2 separate regions of the Sus scrofa genome follow, and region 1 is linked to region 2. Evidence: chromatin contacts called from public Hi-C data. All regions are on one chromosome and are shown on one strand. The core of a region is the stretch at or near the end of the contact, and the rest is flanking DNA. Distances in the headings are between cores, read along the strand shown.

Region 1 (5,388 bases), core at 504-3,003, 450 kb before region 2:
TGGTTTTTTTAAAAAAAAATTTTTTTTTACCTAAGTGAGGAAGGCCTTTCAAACTACAATGCAAAATCCAGAATCAAAGAAAAATAAAGGATGGATAAATTCAATCCATAAACATCCTTTGTTTTTGCAAGGCAAACTCACACTGAGGAAAAGTTCGCAACTCATTTGACAGAGCTCATTTTCCTAATTATATAATAAATCAATAAGAAAAACAGGCAAAAAATATAAACAGACACAAAAAGGAAAATGTCTCTTACACATAGGAAATAAGACTCACTCAAGGTAATTACAAACTATCCTGAGACACCATTTTTCAGCTATCAGATTGATGTTTGATAATGTGATGATGAGATGGAGAAACAGATACTTATGGAAAATCGAGCAAATCTATCAAAACTGCCCTCCCACACCCTTTGATCCAACTATCTTATCTCTAGGAATAGATCCTACATATATATATGTATACAAAACTACTCACTGAAGCAGTTATAACCAAAGGTTTGAATCTATTTCAATGTCCTTTCCTAGGCACTGATTACACAAATCAGTGTATAAAATGGCATATTATAAACCATAAAAATAATCCTGAGGAAGCTCCTTTTGTACTCTTACAGAATGAGTTTCAAATTATATTAAATGCAGAACCATACGTGTGGTACACCACAAGTTGCTTTACATGTGTAAAATACCTCAAAGAACATTTACGAAATTGATTATATTGTGTGGGCCTCTCAGGGAGTGGAGGGTGGGGAACTAGGCTGCCAGAGGACAGAGATGGGAAGACTTTTCACTGTATATCATTTGAACCAGTTAATGAATTACCTTTCAAAATATAATTTCTGAAGTAAATAAAAACAGCAAAGAAACAAAACTCCTTTGTGATTCTAGATAAACTGGGTAGGAGAGAAGGGAACCAATATTTACTGAGCTCCTACCACGTCCCAGATACTGAAGCCCTTCCACATACTCTCTTAGTTACCCTGGTAGTCCACTGAGATGGGATAAATTATTCTAATTTTACAAGTCAGAAAATAGATTAAATTGGTAATTTAATAATTTAGCCAGTGACAAGCCTAATCTAGCTCCAAAGTTCTAGTCTCTACTTTGCACACTGCTTCCACTGAAGCAAACTGTCCTATTTTTAAAATAATATTGCTATTATTTATTGGGCACTTACGAGGTGCTAGGAACAACTCTGGAAGGCTGGAATTACTAATCCCCCTTTTACAGAGAAGACGAAGCCGAAAGGCGCGTAATGAGCTCAAGGTCACAGACAATTAGAAGCCAGGTTTAATTCCAAATCTGCTCTAGAGTCGATACAGCTCCGGGTTCAAGGGACAAAAGCAGCAATGCTCTCAGGGCTGGAAGGAGGGGGACGTGGACACTTCCGGGGGAGGGGCGAAGCCCGCGGGCTGCGCCAAGCGGCGCAGGCCCCTCGCGCCAAGCTCGCGAGAGGATGTACCCCCGCGCCGCCTGTCGATCACCTGGTCCCGCCCTGCGCCGGCGCGCCTCCGGACAGGCCCCGCCTCCACCTCCGGCAGGGCGGGAAGAAGGCGCGTTCCCCCCCCCGTTACTCTCCGCGGGCGGGCGGGGGAGGCGCGTGCTCGCGAGCTGCGTGCTCGCGTACGTCGCCGGGTTCGGCTGCGTCCGTCCCGCCGCCCGCCCGTTGCCGCCGCCGTCGCCGCGCTCTCGCTTCGCCGGCCGCCGCCTAAGGGGCTGGGGCCGGGCCAAGCCGCCGCCGCAGTTGCCGGGATGCCGCGGGTGTACATCGGCCGCCTGAGCTATCAGGCCCGGGAGCGCGATGTGGAGCGCTTCTTTAAGGGCTACGGGAAGATCCTAGAGGTGGATCTGAAGAACGGGTGAGGAGGGCGGAGGAGGGGCTGGCTGGGTGGGGATGGGACCCTGGCGGTGGCGGGGAGGCCTCGGTGACGGGAGAGGGACGCCTACCCCGCGCAGAGCGCCTACCGGCCTGCTCCCGCTCCGCCATAGTCGCGGCGCCTCGGGGGCGCGGGTAGGCCCCGGTTCCCACTGCGCCTGCGCGGGTGGGGGTGGTGGAGGGATAATGGGAGCGATGGTGAGGCTCTGAGTGGGACGGGGAAAAGGAAAACCCGAGTGGGATTGGGACTCCGGGCGGGAGGGCACAGCTCCAGGACAGCTGGGGAGGCCTGGCTTTTTCCTTCCCAGGGCCTGGTCGATCTCCGGTAGAGACAGACCTTTCCCGCTCTAAGGGCTGCTGGAAATAAACAGATTTCCTGCTCCCTTTTCATTTCTTACCCAGTTTAATGGATCAGATGATCACAGCGCATTTCTCCCAGGGACGGGAGCTCTGAAGGGACACCCTTTTTAGACTTGCCCTGTGCTACACTTTTTTGAGCGGGAGACTCTGGTTTGAGTAGTCTAGTGACAGTTTCGAAAGTATCGGCGTGTGTGGTGCCGAAAGCCTTCACCGTTCCCTCTACAAGGATAAATTAGAGTCTTAGCATGCTATCTTTAAGACTGCGTACGAAGTTTCCATGCTGTGGTTTCCGTTCTCTAACTTGGCAAAAAAATTGCTTTGTCTTTGTAGAATTTGTTAGAGAATAATGGCCCCGGTAACTAGTTAACTAGTTGATGTAAACGGAGACTTACAGCTTGAAACTGCTAACTTGCTACCTATCCGGGTGTGTTCTGTTGCTTGTATTCCTAATTGACTTTGGTAGAGCAGGGCCCACAGGGGCTACAAGTTTCTGGGAAAACAGATTAGGAGTCAGGCCTGGAGAAGATAATCAACAAGGGGAAACTGTGAGAACCAGAAAATGTTAGCGGGTATACAAAGGCATGGATATACAAAAATAAAAGGAGTAAGGGGGACATTTTAGTGTACTAAACCTTGGGTGTTAAGAGGAACTCTGGCTTTTTTTTTTTTTTTTTTTTTAAGACCTGCTTTGCAACAAGTTTGTTATGGGTACAGTTTACTCCCAATGTAATGCTAGCAACTAACATTTGAGAAGTTAAGAAAAATACCTGAGTTGCACATTTGAAAAAAACTGGAAGCTACAGTATACTCAAACTGTTGCCTAGGTTTAAAAAGTTATTTCAAATTAATTGTTAGGCAGAATCACCTTCTTGCTAAGGAAAGTGTCATCAAGTGTTTATTATGAATACTGATTTCTTTTAGAGTAGAAGTCTTCGGAAATTACTTGTTTTGTACGGAAATTACTTGTTTCAGTTCTTATACTAGATAAAGTGGGCCGGAGGTTGTTATTGTGATATGTATCATATATCTGAATGATCGAGAATGGAGTTTAAACTTACAGATTTTCTTTAGAGCCCAATTAAGTTGTCGGGATAATTAAATTTGGTAAGGAAAGCTTAGGTTTTGAAATCAGGCAGGCCTGGGTCAAATCTTAGCTTCACCACTTACTATCTGTGGGCCAGTTATTTCTCTGATTCTGAGTTTCCTCATCCACAAGGAAAAGGAAGATTAGAGGTAATAATTGTAAAGCATTTGGCTCATTGCTGTAAATGGTAGCTATAATCAAAGGGATTTGACCATGATCATAAGGAGACACATCTTAGCTTGTTGAGTGTTTAATAGTGTGAAGCATATTTGGTGAAGTCTGTTTTCTAAGGTTCCTCAGGTAATGATTGAAGTCTGTTTTCTAAGGTTACTTAGGAAATGATTGTTGATGTTAATGGGAAAAGTAATTAATGGATCATCTGTGTTGCTAACGAATGTGCCTGCTATTGTGCTAAATGAATTGGGGAGGAGGCAGAAAAACAGTTCTGCTCTTGTGTAAATTAAGTGCTTATAACACACACTTTAAATTAAGAAATTCTTGCCCTCAGTGTAAACTCAGTAAGTGGAACTTAGAATAGTTTGTTTGAAAAGATTTGTTTGAAATGGGCTTTGAAGTACAGTTTGACTGGGGCTTGAAGCGAAGTGTCTGGGAATAGTGTATGTCATAACTGGTGATGGTCGAATAAGGAACAATTTTGAGAAACAATAAAACAGTCCAGCTTGGATTGAGTCTCATGAATGACCTAGAAGCTGAACAACATAAATCAGAAGTAACTTTTAAGATTTTACACTAAACATTCAAAATTATGGATAGGAGTTCAGATGCTCTGGAGGGAGTAATTGAGCAACCTGAGAAATGGTGATGTAAGAGGAAGGACCAATCCTTCCAGGACCCTGAATACGTGGGTCTCTTGGGGAAGTGATTCATTTTTACAGTTCTGCTGCTAAACCATGATATGCATGAAATCTGTGATTGAAAGTCAAGAGAATAAGGAATGGGAAGGCATTTTAGGGATTTGAAGGCAGGTGTGACAGTCACCAAAACAGGTGCACCTCCTAGCAGCATTCAGACATTATTGAAGAGGAAGATGACTTTTGAACAAGGGACCAATGGTATAGATGTATTTCAAGCAAGAGTGGACTGTATGAGATGACAGAAGTGCAGAGGAGGCTGAAAGGATGGCATAATTTAGCATGTATAAGCTTATAGTCCTGGAAACTTATGAAGGATGGCCCCTTGAGCATTTTTAACATATCTGGTTCGCAATTATTAGCAATTGAAACTCAGAAGCAGATTTTGGATGGTTGGGGCTTTGAAGAATTGCTGAAGAGTTCAGATTTGTAGAGGTGAGATGTATCAATAGACAGATATGTTGAGCTGAAGGCTTGTGGGTGAGGTTCAGAATTAAATAGGCATGAATCAGTGGTATAATAGAAAGTTGACCCAATGAGGGAGCAAATGCACTCTCCAAAGGAGATTAGTATCCAGAAGAACATTCTATGGGCCTTTTTTTGGGATTAGGAAAAGGGAGGTGTATACAGGAGTTCATTACCTGCTTTTATTGTACCGGAAAACCGTAATCTAGTTTATCTTTTAGAGAATTCCTAGAAAGATGGTTCAGTTTGGGACTACAAACATGATGTAAATCTCCCAAGACCAAATATAGACAAGTCCAGATCCCCTTCAGATCTCGATCTCATACATTCCTATCTACCACACTAACTCACTCCAGCAAGAGCTGGCATGGGGCCGCAGGGGTCAAGGAAGCAAAGACTTAATAGCCCTCCAACTCTATAATAACTTTTGCTGTCTTTGTTTTTTTGTGAACTCCATGAGCTTTCCTTTTTATTAAGTAAATCACTTTTTTCCTCTGACGTGTGCATGGTTTTTTAATGCAATGCTTTCTCTTGCCACCAGAGAATTGTGGCAACAGAATATTGTGGTTTTGGTCATAGATCTTCATATTTTAATTTTTCCATGTTTTAGTTAATGAGTGAAACGTATCATGTCCTAAGTTTATTTTGTTTGGCTAGTAGCTAGACAGATAAACCCCCAAACCACTGAGAGGTTTTTTTGGTTTTTGGTTTTAGTTGGTTAATTGTAAGAG
Region 2 (5,550 bases), core at 1,146-3,645:
CAGATCGCTAACCCACTGAGCAAGGCTAGAGATTGAACTTGCATCCTAATGGATATTAGTCGGATTTGTTTCCCCTGTGCCACAACCGGAACTCCCTATTTTTTTTTTAAGTAAAAAATGTATTGGAGGAGTTCCTGCTGTAGCTCAGTGGGTTAAGAACCTGGCATAATGCCCATGAAGAGTTCAATCCCTGGCCTTGTTCAGTGGGTTAAGGATCTGGTGTTGGTCGAGGATTTGGCTTGAATCCAGGATTGCTGTGGTGTAGGCTGCTAGCTACAGCTCAGATTCGACCCCTAGGCCGGGAACTTCTATATATCACAGGTCTAGCCCTAAAAAGGGGGGTGAAATTTGGAGTTTCCTGGTGGCCCAGGGGGTTAAGGATCCAGACTTGTCACTGCTTCAGCTTGGGAGAAGCTGTGGTACAGGTTCTATCCCTGTCTCCAAACTTCCACATGCAGCCATGAGGCCAAATCCAACCCCCGAAACCCGTATTAGCATTTCATGTCTCTGCTCAGCCCTCCAATACCTTCCCATTGCATCATAAAATCCCATGTACCCACCATAGTCTATGATGTCCTGCCTGAACTGATCTTGCTTGGCCTTTCCAACCTCATTGCCTGCCATTCTCCCCATCACCAGTAAGCTCCAGTCATCTTCTCCTGGTCCTTGAATAAGTTCTTTGCTAGCACATTACTCAGCTAGGTACGTCTGGTTTATTCTGATATTTTTTTCCTCATTTGTGTCTTTGCTAGTGGTTCGTTTCCCCACTCCAGATTGTAAACTCTTTAATGACAAGGATGTCTGTTTTATCTACTAGTATATGTGCAGCAAAAGCCTTGGCATAAAATGAGCATTCATTTTTTGAATGCATGAATGTATATTTAAACTGAAGAGCAGTGCAAAAACAAAAATGGTATGCCAGACTCCTTAGAAGAATGAAGGGATCAGAGTTCCCATAGTGGCTCAGTGGTTGGAGAATCCGACTAGGAGCCATGACGTTGAGGGTTAGATCCCTGGCCTTGCTCAGTGGGTTGGGGATCCGGTGTTGCCGTGAGTTGCGGTGTAGGTGGCAGACACGACTCAGATCCCATGTTGCTGTGGCTGTGGTGTAGGCCAGCAGCTACAGCTCCAATTGGACCCCTAGCCTGGGAACCTCCATATGCCGCAGGAGTGGCCCTGGAAAAGGCAAAAAGTCAAAAAGTCAAAAAGTCAAAAAAAAAAAAAGAATGAAGGGATCAGTGGCAGAGAAATAAGACTAGGACGATAACTCGAAGCCTAATGGTGAAAGGGCCTGGAATCTGTGAACATGGATCTGTGACAGTGTAAGGGAGGATTGTGAATTTGGTGGGATGAAGATGGCAAGATATAAAGACAGGAAGGGGAAGTTCCCTCATGGCTCAGGGGATTAAAGATCTGGTGCTGTCACTGCTGTAGCTATGGTCAGAGCTGGGGCATGGGTCCCACCTCTGGCCTAGGGAACTTCTTCAAGCCACAGGAATGGCCAAAAAAAAAAAAAAAAAAAGAAAGAAAAAGAAAAAGAAGACAAGGGAGAGCAAATTGCTGCATCAGTTCAGGTAGGAGACAGCTTTTCCTTGTGACAGTTACTGCTGTTCACTCTGGGCTGTCACAGCACTTTGTACTCTCCTTTATGTTTGCAGGTTCTCCATCTTAGTGTGTGGACCTGGGCTCCAAAGGGACTGAGGCTGGAATTGTGTTTTGTTTATATGCCTAGCATCTAGCATAGCATAAATAAAGCAACTGTCACCATGCATTTGATGGAAGAGATAACCAAAGGCATCAGTTTAATGGTTGAAGTACAGTTCAGGCTTTGGAGTGAGAATTTGTGAGTTCAATTTGAGACTCTGCTTTTATTAGCTACTTAACTTGCTTAATCTCACAGATTTCCTTTAAATCGTTAAAATGATTTACCGTAGGTTTAGAAAAATTTCTGGCAGATAGTAAGGGCTCAATTATTACTATTATTATTAACTGCCTATTCACAGTCATAACCCAATCGGTCTCCCTTGTCCTCAGATTTTTCCTGCTGGGGTCCAACGGGATATCTATGGAGTGTTGCTGTCCCACGAGTTATTACCTTCCTGATAGCACGACAAAGACACCAACCAAAAATGGCGACCTCTAAGCCATCCGAGGACGTCAATGCTGGTCATGATAGCGATATACACAGCAGGCAGAGTCGGAAAGAAATAGCTAGGGCAGGGTTCGTACCGCCAGAATACAAAGCGCATAGTTTGCTTACACTGCCCATTAACCACAAGCCGAAAAAACCTAACCACCAGAACTGAGCTACAGCGCAGAACGGCGACCACGTGTCGGAGAGCAGTCTGCGCCTGCGCAAAGCAGGCGCGCGCCCGCCAGCCGGAAGAGCCGCGCGTTTCCGGGTTGGAGGCGGGGAGCGGTGCCGGAAGTACTCGGGGAGGGCCGAGCAGTCGGACCGGCTGCTGAGACGAACGCTTCACTGGGGCAGTCTCCGCATATCATGGGGAGATAGACGCTGCTGCCTGTGAGTCTTGGGCCCTGGCAGTTGAGGAATAAGAGCGGGAGGAGGGAGTCAGGACCCAGACCACAGTGGTCAGTGTTCGAAGAGCCAAATTGTGAAGGAGACTGGGCTGTGTGAGGAATCAGGCTCGTGGGACGGGACTGAGGGGCTCGGGGATCGGAGAAGACGCGGCTGTGGGGACCTGGGCTCCAGACGGGACTTAGGGAACCGGGATGGATGTGAGTTCTCCCGCACGCAAGGGAAAGCGAGTTGAGAGAGATAGGATTATGAGGATCCGTGCTTCTAAGAGGAGAGGGTCGGAACTGAACGGGGTGTGAAGACACGGACTCCTGAGAGGTAAAAGCGAAGCTGTTAGGACTTGGGCTCTTAAGCGGCAGAAGCGGAACAGTGAAGACCCAGGCTTCTAACGATTCAGAAACAGGGCAGCGAAGACAGGTTCCTGAGAGGCAGGAGCGGTAAGAGAACATTTGGGTTTGGGAAGAACAGGAGCGGGCAGTGAAGACGCGCTTCTTTGGGGACCGGATCGGGGCTTGCAGACTCCGAAGTACCTGAGGGAACAGGACTATGAGGACCTGAGATCCTAAAAGCGGAGAGTGTAAGGGGCTGTGTCTGTAAGTAGATCAGCCTCCAAGGGAAGGGGAGAGAGTTTGAAAAAGACATAGTGATCCTTCCCCCATCCCCTCATATTCTCTGAACCGGGAATGGTAAAGGATGTATTCAGGGGAAGACGACTCCTTCACGCTGCCTATTTGGCTTTTGGCAGGCTTATCGTGTCAGAACGATCTAGGAAGCCAAGCATCTTCGTTTTCTGCTCCTTCAGGAGTAGCACTGGTGTGAAGTTAAAGCAGTTTGAACTCAGTTGTGTACTTTATAAGTGCTTTAAATCCCATTCCACTCAACTCCGATATTTAGCATAGATCTCTGCATTTCAAAGAAGAGAATGACAGAGATGGAGAGACCCCGGAAATATCAGGCGTCCCCCCACACCCCCGGGCTTGCAGCGGCTTTATGTAGGAGGATATCTGTTTCTCTGTTCCCAGACCAGGGTTTGGAACAGCAGCGGTGAAAGCACCAAGTACTAACCACTAGACCACCAGGGAACTCCCAAGATCATCTTTTATAAACTCATATTTTACCTCTAAGGAGGCTAAAGTCCAAACAGGGCTTAGGGTTACACTGAGTCAATGATTGATTAGATGGAAATTTTGTTACAGTACCCTGCTCTGCATAGCAAATGGGAGAGGCTCGGTTAATACTCCTTGAAAACATGCTTCTAGAATCTTTGCTCTAACTTCAAACTCAAGAGGGAAATTTTTACAGATTTAAGTACTTTGAGTCTTGTTACTGTATTGACATTGATGCAGTGAATGTCACTTACCAGTTAGGAAACCATTAAATGAAGCCCCTTCCCTCTCAAAAATAGTCATTTAGAAAGTTCATATAGGTAAGTTGTATCCTGTATTTTTAGCATAAGCATTTACTGGAAATAGCCGCTTTCAGATAAGGATGGTGGAGAGACTTGGACTAGTCACTTCCCTTCTTCAATAATACCTTTTACTGAAACTTACTCAGACTAACCAAACACCATCATAAGCACTTTCAAGTATTAAATCATTTAATTACTGCTTACTGCCCCACCAGTTAGATATTGTTAATCCCATGGCACAGATAAGGAAATCAGTGCAGAGACGTTAAATGTTTCCCTGAAATCACATGGTACTAAGTGGCCCAGACCCAGTCAAACTCAGGTGTTTGAAGTTTTTTCTGCTTTTCTAAGTGGATTCCTCGCCTTGTCTCAGTTTGCCCATCAGCAAAATTGCATCCTCATCTATCTTTGGAAAATGTGCTACTTATTTCACTCATTTGTGGCTCTAGCATTGATTGAATTATTATAATAGGATTTCTAAGAATGTACCTGATAGAGAATCATTGTGTTAGAGTGGATATGAACATAGAACATATTACTTTTAGGTCCCGGGGAGGCGGGTGCTGCTTTCATGGCATGCAGAAATTCCCAAACCAAGGATCAGACTTTCACTGCAGCAGTGGCAATGCCAAATCCTTAACCACTAGGCCACAAAGAAACTCCAGAACATGTTATCCCTCCCCCCCCCCCCCCCCCCCGCCACAGCTGCACCAAGGCATGTTTAAGTTCCCAGGCCAGGGATCAAACCCATGCTGCAGTTGCGAACTATGCTGCAATTGCAGCAACGCAGATCCTTTAACCCACTGTACTGGACCTGGGATCAAACCTGCCACAGGTTCATGAATTCAAAGAACATAGTACTTTTTACTCAAGGTGTTTGGGGGAAGTCCCTAAGTACTTTGGAAACAATATATCGGCTGTGTTTACAACCAGTACCATGAAACAGGTGTGTTGGAAGCAGAAGACAAACTTTAAAATCAATACATACCTGTCGTGGTGCAGTGGTTAACACATCCAACTAGGAACCATGAGGTTGCGGGTTTGACCCCTGGCCTTGCTCAGTGAGTTAAGGATCCCCCGTTGCCATGAACTGTGGTATAGGTCAAAGACGCAGCTCGGACCCCCAGTTGCTGTGGCTGTGGCGTAGGCCAGCATCTACAGCTGCGATTAGACTCCTAGCCTGGGAACCTCCATATGTGCCAGGAGTGGCTCTAGAAAAGGCAAAAAGACCCAAAAAAAAAAAAAAAAAAAAAAAAAAAACAGTACATACAGACTTAATTTTAAATCTTAGATACTAGTTGTTGGAGTTGGAGGGAACTTTAGAATTTGCCTGGTCCTTCTAATTATGTAGAAATTCTGGTTAAAAGGAGCTCACATAACCCAGTGGTAGAACTAGGATAGCACTCAGCCCAGCTGACTTGAGTCTTTTTTTTTTCTTTTTTTGCCACACTCATTGCATGTGGAGGTTCCCAGGCCAGAGATCAAACCCCAGCCATCGCAGCACCCCAAACCACTGCAGCGATAACACTGGATCCTTAGCTGGCTGTGCCACAAGAGAACTCCACTGTTCTTTTTTTAATGTCTGTAGTAATAAGAATGGTTA

The links. A called contact is a pair of places that touch in the nucleus more often than the background predicts.
Region 1: a Hi-C map of subcutaneous adipose tissue shows a contact between it and region 2, with 1.9 times the contacts expected there. The contact joins the promoter of SRSF4 here to the promoter of TAF12 in region 2. A contact is called at or near these places in 2 of 5 promoter capture datasets (fetal liver and liver), 4 of 47 Hi-C or Micro-C datasets (embryonic fibroblasts, heart right ventricle, retroperitoneal adipose tissue and 1 more) and 1 of 2 datasets of contacts at active chromatin or transcription factors (alveolar macrophages).

Annotation. Positions count from the first base shown.
Region 1 is chr6:86,088,968-86,094,355 of Sscrofa11.1, reverse strand. SRSF4 (serine and arginine rich splicing factor 4) reads left to right here and starts at 1,753. Exons shown (of 6, transcript NM_001077216.1): 1 at 1,753-1,859. The coding sequence starts at 1,753.
Region 2 is chr6:85,639,932-85,645,481 of Sscrofa11.1, reverse strand. TAF12 (transcription initiation factor TFIID subunit 12) reads left to right here and starts at 2,395. Exons shown (of 6, transcript XM_021095678.1): 1 at 2,395-2,524. It overlaps LOC110261125 (a long non-coding RNA gene), which reads right to left and starts at 2,350. Exons shown (of 2, transcript XR_002344955.1): 1 at 2,096-2,350.